Linked DNA regions of Salmo salar: region 2 is linked to region 1. The links are chromatin contacts, called in public Hi-C maps. All regions are on one chromosome and are shown on one strand. Each heading gives the region's core, a stretch centred on a gene start, on an enhancer-like site or on the middle of the called end of the contact. The rest is flanking DNA. Distances are from core to core; before and after follow the strand shown. Region 1 holds the start of sec22bb (SEC22 homolog B, vesicle trafficking protein b). Region 2 overlaps notch2 (notch receptor 2).

Region 1 (2,700 bases), core at 115-2,614:
TGTTACTTGGGCATCAGGCAGACCCCCTGGCAGACCCCCTATGCCCCTGGATGTGGGGCTGCAACGTCAGGGCAGGGGCCTGTGACTGCTACACCCTACAGACTTGTCACGCTGCCTTCTCCTATCACAGTTTGGACCAATGTCTCAAAACATTGAGAGGTGAGATATATAGACCTAGGCACCCATGTATACAGACACACACAAACTGATAAGGTTGGAAAGTACTGTAGCCTTTCAATATTTTGTAGAATGAGCTCCAGCTGTATGTGCTTTTGAAGTTTTAGGCATATGATTGAACTTTGGCTATCGATTTTCCAGGGGATGAGCTCTGGAGTGAGATGGAGAAACAAGGGGAGCATATATGTGTGGAATGGGGCTGCGAGTTGCAGGGAAGCCAGTGTGTGTGTATGGAGAGGAGCTGCTACTCACCCACACCATTACTCTCTGAAGACACCTGTGAAAACATGCTGCGTGAGTTTCACCACAAAAATAATAACCAACTGCTGCAACACAATAGAGTAAATCTATATTTTGCAAACAATATGGTATTCAAAAACTAAACGTGAACATCTATACATTAATCTCCGTTCCTCTTTCTCTCCACATGTCTCTATCTCAGAGGGAGCTCGCTGCAGCAATGTTATCTGCCCTGAGGTCCAAGTCCCTTCCTGTCCTGCTGATTCCTTCCTCACTGAGCCTTACATTCCTCATGGCCAATGCTGCCCCCTGGTGCCAGCTATCTGCACATGCAACTTCGATAAATGCCCGTTGGCACCCCCGACCTGTCCTCCTGGCCAGCAAGTCCACCGTGTGGAGAGCAGGGATGGTATTCCAGGGGCTTGTTGCCACCAGTACCAGTGTGTGTAGGGTTAGGCACTGCTTAGGCAGCAAAGTGTGATGAGATGATGACAGACAAAGAGAAAGAAGAGAGAAGGGGTAGACAGGCCAAATGAAAGTGCCAGGACCTCACACAGAGCTGGACTCGACAGACAGGACTCCACTGGTTAATAGCTGATGGACTGCATGGGCAATTTTATATGCATTATGACTCACACATTGCCTACAGTTTTTATTTCTGAAATCATGGCATTAATAGCTTTTTTGAGCAACGTAGCCTAAAAGTAACTAAAACCATTTAACTAAATTCTAATACATTCTAATACATCACTGATAATGGGTTGGGAGGAATAGGGTACTGTGCCCGTGGTAGGATACTGGATGTCATGTGCACATTTTCATAATAAAGGAAACAATAGACCCCTCTTTTCAAATGACATGAGTCGTGATTTATATTTTATGCATAGTGGTCATTGTATTTAATCCCAGAGGCTATTCGATTATAATAAGTGAGGGAGTAACGCGGAAGCTTTGAGGCGTTCCTGTCTGGGATGGACGGACATATTTGAGCGACACCCAAAGCGCTAGCGTTTCCGGCCAGCTCAGCGCGTCCGGAGTGTTGTGTTGTCAATCTAGCTACTGCTGTCATTAGCTTTCACTTAGCGACACTGTGGCGATCACTAGTGGTGGACAATAACAAATTCAGTTCCAAAATGGTGCTGCTGACAATGATCGCTCGGTTGGCGGATGGACTGCCGCTTGCCGCCTCAATGCAGGAGGACGAACAGGTTAAGATTTTTAGTTTTCCTAATGCCATGTATGTTAGCTTGAATTGCTTGTGCTAGCTATCTATCGACCCACCTACTATTGGCAAATAGTTGTTCGCTGGTGTGCTACGTGTGCAATATGGACCTTGTCATCTATGCAGGCCTACTTTCTTCTTTCATATTATATGAGCTTGATTGTGTCTGACATTGAAGTCCAGATGGACTTATTCCAGCTGTGTCAGAGTAACAGGCAGCTAATCATTTAATGGTCTAGCTACAGATAATGTGTTTAAACAAAGATTGTTGGTATCCATTAGTGGGATAGGTACTGTTTGGTGTAGCTTGGCAATGCTTTCTTCGTCCTCGATACGTAGTAACAGGAGTCTCCATTAAATGGCCATGTCCAGTTGCACGGGGTCCGTTCGAATTCAGAAAATGTTCCGTTATTAAAATAAGTACTTTTTTGCTCCTTTTAGTAATCCAACACTGCCATCTTGTCTATTTCAAGTATTCTCTAATTGACCGAGACAGGTGGGTGTCTACACCGAAGTGCCGCATTTCTTGATCAATGTGCGAAGACTTGAAATATACAAGATGGTGGTGTACACGTTGTTGGATTACTTAGACCCCCCAAATTATTTATTTTAATAAAGGAGCATTTTCTAAATTCAAATGGACCCCGTGCAACTGGACATGGCCATTTTGAGACTCCTGTTTCCACAACTCGAGGACGAAGACAGGGTCCCCAAGCTAAGGTTGGTCGAAAATGCTCTGCTACACCAAACAGTACTTATCATGTAATGTATACCAAAAATCTACGGTTAAATCACATTATCTGGTGTAACAATCTGTAGCTGCTAATGGCCAGGCGTTGTCAGCTCATGTGATCCATTTGCTTACCATTTTGAATGTTGGGATACTGTATCTCCTTTGGTTAATAAAGTAAGTCCATTGAGTAAATTCTGCTCAAGTTAATTTGCGATTTGTGACGGTCTACTGTACTCCCACATTAAATTGTTTATCAAAAGCATCATTCATCCTTGTTATTTCCTTGTAGTCGAAGAGAATGAGGAGGCAATGTATTACTGAGTTGCTG
Region 2 (2,700 bases), core at 33-2,532, 46 kb after region 1:
TCTTCACAGTAAAATATATTGTTCCCTTTAATCATACAGTATAGGTCTTACTGCTGAAACATAAAACGAATACTAACGTGGACATGGTCGGCTTTGTTTGACAGGCTGCTAATGTGATCTATGTCTGGGGGAGCAGGGGCTGTGTCATCATTCTTTCAGAGGGTTGAGAGGTTGTCATGGAGTAGAGGGGAGTGTAAATTCCCAGGGCATTAGTATTGTTGCGATACCTCGTAGTACAGCCTGTCGATGGTGTGGATAGTGTTACTGGAGAGAAGTGCTAAGACAGGGAGGAGACAAGATGGAGGGATGGGGAGGTAGCTATGCCTGTGGAGCATGTCCAATCGGAGAGAGGTGAGGTGAAGAAGTCTGTGTCACAGCTCTTTGAAGATCTGTTTTCCTTGTCTTTCTAGAGGTTGTGTGTGTGTGAAACAACAAGTGTGTTAAAACAGGTGTGTGAACCCTCGGACTGTGTGATGAATACTTGGGTGAAGACAACACTTACACACTTTCTATTGATCTATTCTGGGCTTCTCTCTGTCATTGATCATGACAGCCGGAGTTTCCCATGCTCTCTCAACCTAATATTTTCAAGCTGCGTTTAGTGTAGAATAAATATAGTACTGTGAGACTTAATTAAAAAAATATTTCCATCTCCATTTCAAAAGATTCAAATTATTCTAATTTACTGTGCTCCTGCATGTTTGTCCGTCAATTATCTGCGAAAAAAATAAATATATTACCGGTTTGAAAAGGTAACTGTGTGTATGGGGGGGGTGAGATGTGAAAGGCTGTGTTTGTGTTCCTATCGTCTGTTACCTGAGCCTCCTCAGGGAGGTAGGTGTGGTTGCCTGTATCTGTGAGGCAGCAGTTCACTCTATGGCTGAGAGTCCCTCGACAATGTGTCGGCAGTGTGCCAGACACACACACACACACACACACACACACACACTCAGCAGCACTGAGGAGCAAAAGGCCCCTGAGACAGTGTCTGTCTAGAGCAGGGTGACTGACCACTGATGATGCTTCAACATCAGTCTCTGACCACAACCAGCAGATAGCACTTAAGAAAATACAGACACAACCAAGACAAAATACCAGACTTAAATACACACACGTCTAGCTGACTACAGTACAAATTACACTGCCAAATAGAAAGAGTCAAACTGAGAGGGAAATGTCAGACCGAGAGAAGCGGAAAGTGAAAGTAGGGGGTGGTGGGACAGGGGTAGGTCATAGAACGGGTGGAGTGCAGGTTTTCATTTTTCCTCTTGTGCAATATTGTAATTCCCTCTGTGCTGTTCGTCATGTGGTTAAATCACTTTACAGAGAGAGAAGAAAAGAGAAATGTATTCCCTATGTCTTGTGACCTAGCAAACACACACACACACACACACACACACACACACACACACACACACACACACACACACACACACACACACACACACACACACACACACACACACACACACAAGTTCCAAGTGCTTGTCCAACTCCACATACGATTGTTCTTGTTTTTAGTTTTTGCCACTTGGGTAACTTCCATGTAAAACCACCTCGTCACATCCTTCTGCTTTTTGATATGTCAAAAACCTGACCTTGCTGTCACCCTTTCAGTTCTTTTCAAATTTCTTAGCTCCAGCGAAATTAACATGAATAGTCCAAATAGTATTTTCCCTGTATGAATCACACACACCCTCTCCAACATAAGATTCTCACACTATGACATGTACTGTCCACTATTACTGCTTCTCTTTCTCTTTGATGTATAGTGTTTGTTGTGTAGGTTTCTATAGCTGATAACGTGCTGTCTTTAATGTAGTAGCTAGCTGAGAAAACTCCTATTGTCCTCTGTCTACAGGTGTGCCGCAGGCTTCCTGGGTGAGTACTGCCATCACAAAGACCCGTGTCATCCTGGTTACTGTCTGAATGGAGGGAACTGCTCAGTGGCTGTGTTGGGCATCCCGGGCAGCCCCACCTGCTCCTGTCCCCTGGGCTACACCGGGCAGCACTGTCAGACCCCCCAGAACTCCACCTGCTATCCCAACAACCCTTGTACCAATAGAGGAGTCTGCACCCTGCTCTCCCTCGACAAGTACAAGTGCCAGTGTGCTCACGGATGGACAGGTCAGCTCCTCTCTGACTCAAAAGTACTACTGTACAGTCCATTCCTGACAAGTCCTGTGCAGTTCACTAGTCCAAATCCCAATACATTATTTCCACGATTCGTCATATGTTTGGTACACGTGTTCAGGACAGTTCTTAGCCTTTGCTTTGATCAGAACTCTGTACTGTATGTTGTGGTCATGATACGTAACCAAGGTTACAAGGACATGAGGCTCTGTTTCCCCTATTTTTCTGTTATATAACCTTATATAAGCCCACTCATCTCTCTCCCTGTGCATCCAGGCATACGATGTGAGCGTGTGGACACCTGTCTACCAGGACCCTGTGCTAACGGAGGCACCTGCAGCTCTCTGTCCGAGGGCAAGTTCAGCTGTACCTGTCCTGCAGGCTACTTGGGTCCCCGCTGCCTCAATGACACTGACGAGTGTGCTGCCTCCGCCCCGGTGTGTCAGAACCAAGGGACGTGTGTCAACACCCCCGGCTCCTACAGATGTAACTGCGCCCCCGGGTTCACCGGCCGCCACTGTGAGACCCCCTACATCCCCTGCACCCCCTCGCCCTGCCTCAACGGGG

The links. Hi-C and Micro-C count contacts between places; a contact is called where the count stands out from the background.
Region 2: a contact with region 1 is called in a Hi-C map of gill, with 2.3 times the contacts expected there. The contact joins the enhancer-like site here to the promoter of sec22bb in region 1. A contact is called at or near these places in 2 of 3 Hi-C or Micro-C datasets (gill and muscle).

The regions. Positions count from the first base shown.
Region 1 is chrssa10:23,995,127-23,997,826 of Ssal_v3.1, forward strand. sec22bb (SEC22 homolog B, vesicle trafficking protein b) reads left to right here and starts at 1,365. Exons shown (of 5, transcript XM_014216481.2): 1 at 1,365-1,625. The coding sequence starts at 1,551. LOC106613828 (cysteine-rich motor neuron 1 protein) reads left to right here. Exons shown (of 5, transcript XM_014216479.2): 3 at 1-159; 4 at 319-471; 5 at 620-1,271. The coding sequence ends at 867.
Region 2 is chrssa10:24,041,014-24,043,713 of Ssal_v3.1, forward strand. It overlaps notch2 (notch receptor 2), which reads left to right. Exons shown (of 36, transcript XM_014216483.2): 3 at 1,862-2,127; 4 at 2,410-2,700. Among protein-coding and RNA genes, the nearest start is that of slc35a3a, 26 kb to the right of the region's middle. Within about 2 kb of position 1,283, at least 4 of the 13 cell types and tissues checked have an H3K27ac peak or open chromatin away from gene starts, as enhancers often do. A contact at or near this core is called in gill, where this site is marked.